Linked DNA regions of Sus scrofa: region 1 is linked to region 2. Evidence: chromatin contacts called from public Hi-C data. All regions are on one chromosome and are shown on one strand. Each heading gives the region's core, a stretch centred on a gene start, on an enhancer-like site or on the middle of the called end of the contact. The rest is flanking DNA. Distances are from core to core; before and after follow the strand shown.

Region 1 (2,700 bases), core at 34-2,533, 210 kb after region 2:
ATAAAATATGAGCCCTTGGAATCGCCCTATTAAAAGTTTCCCTGGCCTACTACTTGAATATGCTGGTGGCAATAGTGGCAGAAACCCGGAGCTCCCAAGGTCTGTCTCTTGCTCCTCAGCCCTTGAGGTGGAAAGACTTTTAATACCCACCACTGACGCTTCCAGAGGAGGTACGGTGTCCAGGGTCCAGAGACAGTACTGTGGAATCTGCTTCCTTTCATCCTTACTGCTTTTATCTCATTCTCACACTATGCACCAGGCCAGGTTCAAGACAGATTTCTGAGGATCTGGTCCTTTTATTTTAAAATTTCTTTGCCTAGAGAACTACGTTCAACCTGATGAGTTTTTACGTGAATTTACTTTCCAGGATAACATTTCTAGGAAAAGCTGCATAAAGAGTAATCATGTTTATCTGACACACAGGCCAACGTTTCTTGACGACGGTAATGGACAGTGATTAACAGCCAACACCAGCTCTCCCAGGCACCAAGCCACAAGCAAGACTGAGTCCTAAAAGGGAGTCGCTACTAAATTCGCCCTCTTGAAAAAGTAAAAAAACCCTTCCACAGTTCCGGGAGGATGGCTCCCCTCCCTCGTCCCGGCAATTCGCCTCCTGTTTCGCTAGACTCAGCCTGTGACTCCTCACTCAAGCCGCACCCCCACTTCCTCCGGAGGCGGGGGGACTGAGGGAAGAGGGACGCCTGACAACGCTCATCTTGACAACGCTACGCAGTCGGCAAGGCGCTTGCACTTCCGTCGGACTCCTCTGCACTCCACGAGTGAGGCATTCTTTCATTCATCAAACATTTGCTCGGCCCGACCACGCGTTATCTGGCGCTGAGTCTCGCTCCACACCGCGGAAAGGGTGGGGCGCTCGCTCCCTCCAGCAGGTGCAGCGGGCAGAGCTGTAAGATAACTTCTCGCTCAGCTGGGCTCTCCGAAGGACCGTCTGGGGGCCAAATGCCTCACCTTCGGGTGGTGCGCGCCCGACCGCAGCCGGGCGGCCCAGGCCTCCTCCTTGCTCTCCAAGGAGCAGTCACCACCTGCTCGGAAGGAAACCGCTACAGAGCACACTCTCCCCGCCGCCCTCGGGTCAGGGGTAGGATCCGGCGGCAGCTTAGGCTCCACTCGGCTCCTCCCCTTCCTCTTCTCAGTTCTGACGCGGCTGTAGAGGCGGCGGCAGCAACAGCGGCGAGTCCCGCGGCCCGAGGTGCACCCACCCGCTCTTGGAGCCCGACTTCCTCTTCCCTTGGCGCGTCATCAGCGCGCGTCCGTGGCACCCGGGGCGGGGTTGTTGGAAAGGAGGAAAGAGGCCCGCGGAGGACGGCTGCGAGCGGAAAGCGAAGGGGAGGGGGGGAGGGAGCGGTTGCTAGGTGACTTACGTCATTGCTCCGCGCCGCTCTCCTCCCGCCCCTCTCTCTGGAGTGAGGCGAGAGCCCCGCACTGAGCGAGCGAGACAGCGAGCTGAGCCCCGGGCGCTACAGCCGCCGCTGCCGTGATCGTGAGCGCGAGAGAGCCTCCGAGGGACCCGGCCTCCGTGCCCTGGCCACCGCCGAGACCTCCGCCCTAGCCGGGGCCATCGGGAGCCGCCGCCACCCCTCTTCTCCCCCCCTCACCTTTCCGGCCGGCAGCAGCGGCTGCACACGCCGGAGCCCGAGCCCAAGCCGGAGCCGGTGGCTGGGGGGCAGGGAGGCGGCTGCCTCTGGCCGGGACTAGCCAGCCGCTCCGTGGTGAGAGGACGCTGAGGAGGGGCCGGAGCTTCTGTCTCGTCCTGGGGCGCGGGGCGAGGACCCCCAAGGTGGAGGGAGGGGGTCCCAGCCGCAGCGACACATGCGGGAGCCGGGAGCGGGGGCGGCGCCGAGCGGAGCCGGCCGGGTCCCCCACCTCGCCGCCGCGTCGGCCACCCGCCCGGGGCCGTAGCATCCCGCCTCGGAGTGTATGAGCCGGGCCCCCCAGCTCGGCAGCCACCCCCCGGCCGGGGGGGCGGGGACCCCGATGTGAAGCGGCGGCCGGGGCGGCGGGGACAGCAGGACCGGCGCCGCCGTCCTTCCCTTCCCTCCCCCCTCCCCTCCGCCCCCTCGGGGGGCTTCTCCCTCGGCCCGTCGCCGGCCCCCCGGCTCCTCGGCAGGACTCCAGGAGGAGTTCTTAGAGCCCCCTCCCCAGCCCCAGCCCCGAGGGCGGCGGGGCCGGGGGGGACCCGGGGGGCCGGCCGCAGTCTCCGCCCAGAGTAAACTTTTTAAAAACCAAATCGGGAGCCTCCCGAACGTGACTGTCCGGGGAGAAGTGGCCCAGGACGGGCAGAAGACCCAGCCTGAAGAGACGCAGGAAGAGGAAAAAACAGAGGTAAACGGGGCCACCGCTGCCGCCGCCTCTGCCCCGGTGGCGCGGAAGAGAGACCCGGGTGGCTGCCCGGCTTCGCGATCCCAGCCCCGCTTCTTACTCTGTAAGGCGCCGGAGCCTGCTCAACTGCCCTATCGGTCCCGAGGAGGAAGAGAACCAGCTCACTTGGTCAGCGCCCCGGCTCATCTCTAAAGTGTGAGTGGCCCGGGAAAGGGAAAGGGCGGCGGGGACGGGGGAGGGGGTAAAAAGGGGGAGGATGCTGGTGCGTCCTCCGGAGAGTTGCAGATGCTTTCCGGGAGCGTTGGGGGTGCACACAGGAGAGGGTATCTTAGTCCTCCCCGCGGGGAGAAGGCATCAGGC
Region 2 (2,700 bases), core at 59-2,558:
CAAAAGAAAAGTGAATTTAAAACAATAGTGACGTAGAATCTGTTGTATTCACTCTGAGACAGCAGCGATAAAATAGCCAATCCCTGCAGACTTGACACAGGAATGATTTAACGTAACCAATTCCGGCGCACGTTCCCATGCCAAAAAAGCTAATTAAATTGCAATGTGAACACACACCTGCCACACTTGCAAGTGAAAACACAAGTTCACGAGAAGTCCTGCAACTCTTCCATTTTTTCCCTTTAGAACAGAGTTAGAGAAATGACATGCTTTAATCTAGGAAAAAATGAAGGGAGGGGGACAGAAATCCTAAAAGGGGGCGGCTAAAGGATCTGCAGGAAGTGCAGACTACAAACTTTTTTGAGATCAAAGGGTTCGAGAGGGAGATAAGAAAAAAACAAAGGAAGTAATAAGTAAAAGGGAAAAGCGTCTAGAAACAGTTCTTTAAAACAAAACAAAAAAAATCCTTTTTCCTAGACACGTAAACAGTAGTAACTTGGCAAAGAGGAACGGACGAGACGCCAGCACAACTTCCTTCCCAACTCCAGCATTCCTTGGCGGTCCGCGTAAGCTGAGCAAGGCTCAGGACCTTTCACAGGCGGGGCGCCTCCCTGCACCACTGCCCGAAGAGCCTCTCGCAGGGACTACCGCGTCTCCCTCCCTCCCACTGCGGAGGAGAGAAGTGCGGGATGCGGGGAAAGGCAGAGAACCGTAAAGGCTGGACCCCCAAACCTGACGGTGGCCCACTCCGAGTGGACCCACTCCTGGATCCTGCCACCCCTTTTCCCACTCGATGCGTGCAAAACCGGGAGGGCGCCGCCCCAGGAGGGCCGGTCCTACCTCTTCACCCGGCACACGCAGGTGGGACAGAAGGGAGGAAGGGGCAGAGATCCAAGGCCGAATACCTGAGCAGAGACAGATGGCACGGACTAAGGACAGAAGTGCCCAGTGAAAGTCCGGAACTGAGAGCCCCAGCGGCAACGTGTCCCGCCCCGTCAACCCCTCCCAGCCGCCTTCCCCCGCCTCTTCCCCGCCGGCCATCTCCGCCTTCACCTGTCCGCGGAGAAGCCAGCGGTTCTCACGTCGAGTATCAGCCCTGCCTTCTGCTCTCCAGAGTTGCCTCAGCCCTGGCCCCAAGTGAGCGGAAACGCGACCTGAGCCTCCTCCTTCCTACCCTCCCCCCCACGCACCTCGGCTCCGCGGGGGCGGGGAGCAAGTGCAGCTGTCACAGCCTCACCCTGACCGACGGCCGAGGACACGCAGAGCCGCGGCCTCCCAACCCGGCCTGCAACCCCCGAGCCGAGAGCAGCGGAGCCGGAAGTGAGGGGACCGGAAGTAGCGTTGTCCGTGGCTCTGGACGGCCTCTCTCTCCCTCGATCTGGCCGGCCCAGCCGCGTCTCGATGGTGCCGGCGCACCTCCCCCAAGGCCCCCTCCACCGCCCTCCGGGAGGCGGGCCCCGCCCCTCCCTCTGCGGCCCTAGCAACCACATCCGGGACTCAGCCGGCGCCGTTGCCCGGGTAATTTTCTAGCTGCGGTGGGATCACCAAGGGGTGTGAGCGCGGGTAAAGAAGCACTTGCCAGAGTTGCAAGCTCGCGGGGAGACTCGTAGGCTGGTCTTGAGTGGTCGGAGGTCCAGAAGCCTTCAGCATCCTTTCTTTCTCACTCACACACCCCAGCCTCGGACGTTAGGCGCGCCCCCCCCCGCCCCCTCCGCGCCCCGCGCCCGGCAACAGACGGTGAGCCGGTGGCGGGAGGGTTGGAGGTTGAAGGTAGCTCACCGCCTGGCCCTCCTAGGAGAGCCAAAGCTTATTTCTCAGCTGCCGGAGAGCATATAGAAGGTTATTCCAGCCCCTTGGGGGGGGGCGGGGAGAGAATGCAGAATTTATGGAGTATAGGGGATGCGGGCGCCTGACTCTTCCTTCTTCCCCAGTGCTTGGAAGGACCCACTCTGGCCACGTCACTCACGCCCACCCCCTTCAGGAAGACCAGAACCCCTTGCCCTGCGTCCCTGAGTTCTTACGACCTGTTCTGTTTTGTGATCATTTCTGCTCTGCTCGCTCGCAGGCAGTGGATCCATGATACTTTGCTTTCCTGCTTCCCTTTCTTCATCCAGGTGACCAGTTTCTGCTAGCTTTGCTCGCCCCGTTACTTAAACAGATTACTGCCCTGCCTACAGAAACCGCTGAACAACCTTTCTTTCAGAGCCCTTTGTAGTTTCCTAAGAGGAGGCTCCAACCTGTACCTCGGATGTTCTCCCTGTCCCCAGCGCTGTATGCAGAGAAACCTGAAGCTCATTTACACACAATACAGACCCGTGATCCACCCCGCGCACATCTCCCTTCAAAGTTCTGGACTGCTTTTCCTTTGACAGCTCTTGGGTGCTCGTTTTCACCGCCATTTCACTTGCAGAAATGCTAAAGGTAACAGTACTCTCTGTGGGATCTCCCTCTCTTTAGACTTGTACTACTCACCTGCCTTGCTGCATTAATCAACAAGCCATTTTTATTGACTAAGCGCCCAAAGGCAGAACTCTGCTTCTCCAAATTGAGGGGGAGAGTTTCAGCGTAGTGAATGGTACATCCCTGTAGATATCGTCCGCATATCTGTGAACAGTAAAAACCCATGACACCACAAATGTTTCAAAAGTAAATAACAATATTTATTATCCGAGCTCTCCAGGACACCTCTGCAAAACCATA

Evidence for each region. Hi-C and Micro-C count contacts between places; a contact is called where the count stands out from the background.
Region 1: a contact with region 2 is called in a Hi-C map of liver, with 11 times the contacts expected there. The contact joins the promoter of LOC110262137 here to the promoter of ARFIP1 in region 2. A contact is called at or near these places in 1 of 5 promoter capture datasets (liver), 5 of 47 Hi-C or Micro-C datasets (heart right ventricle, liver and skeletal muscle) and 1 of 2 datasets of contacts at active chromatin or transcription factors (alveolar macrophages).

Annotation. Positions count from the first base shown.
Region 1 is chr8:76,480,596-76,483,295 of Sscrofa11.1, forward strand. It overlaps LOC110262137, which reads right to left and starts at 1,284. Exons shown (of 7, transcript XR_002346729.1): 1 at 151-1,284. FBXW7 (F-box/WD repeat-containing protein 7) reads left to right here and starts at 1,432. Exons shown (of 12, transcript XM_021101502.1): 1 at 1,432-2,535.
Region 2 is chr8:76,269,120-76,271,819 of Sscrofa11.1, forward strand. It overlaps ARFIP1 (ADP ribosylation factor interacting protein 1), which reads right to left and starts at 1,309. Exons shown (of 9, transcript NM_001252233.1): 1 at 1,191-1,309.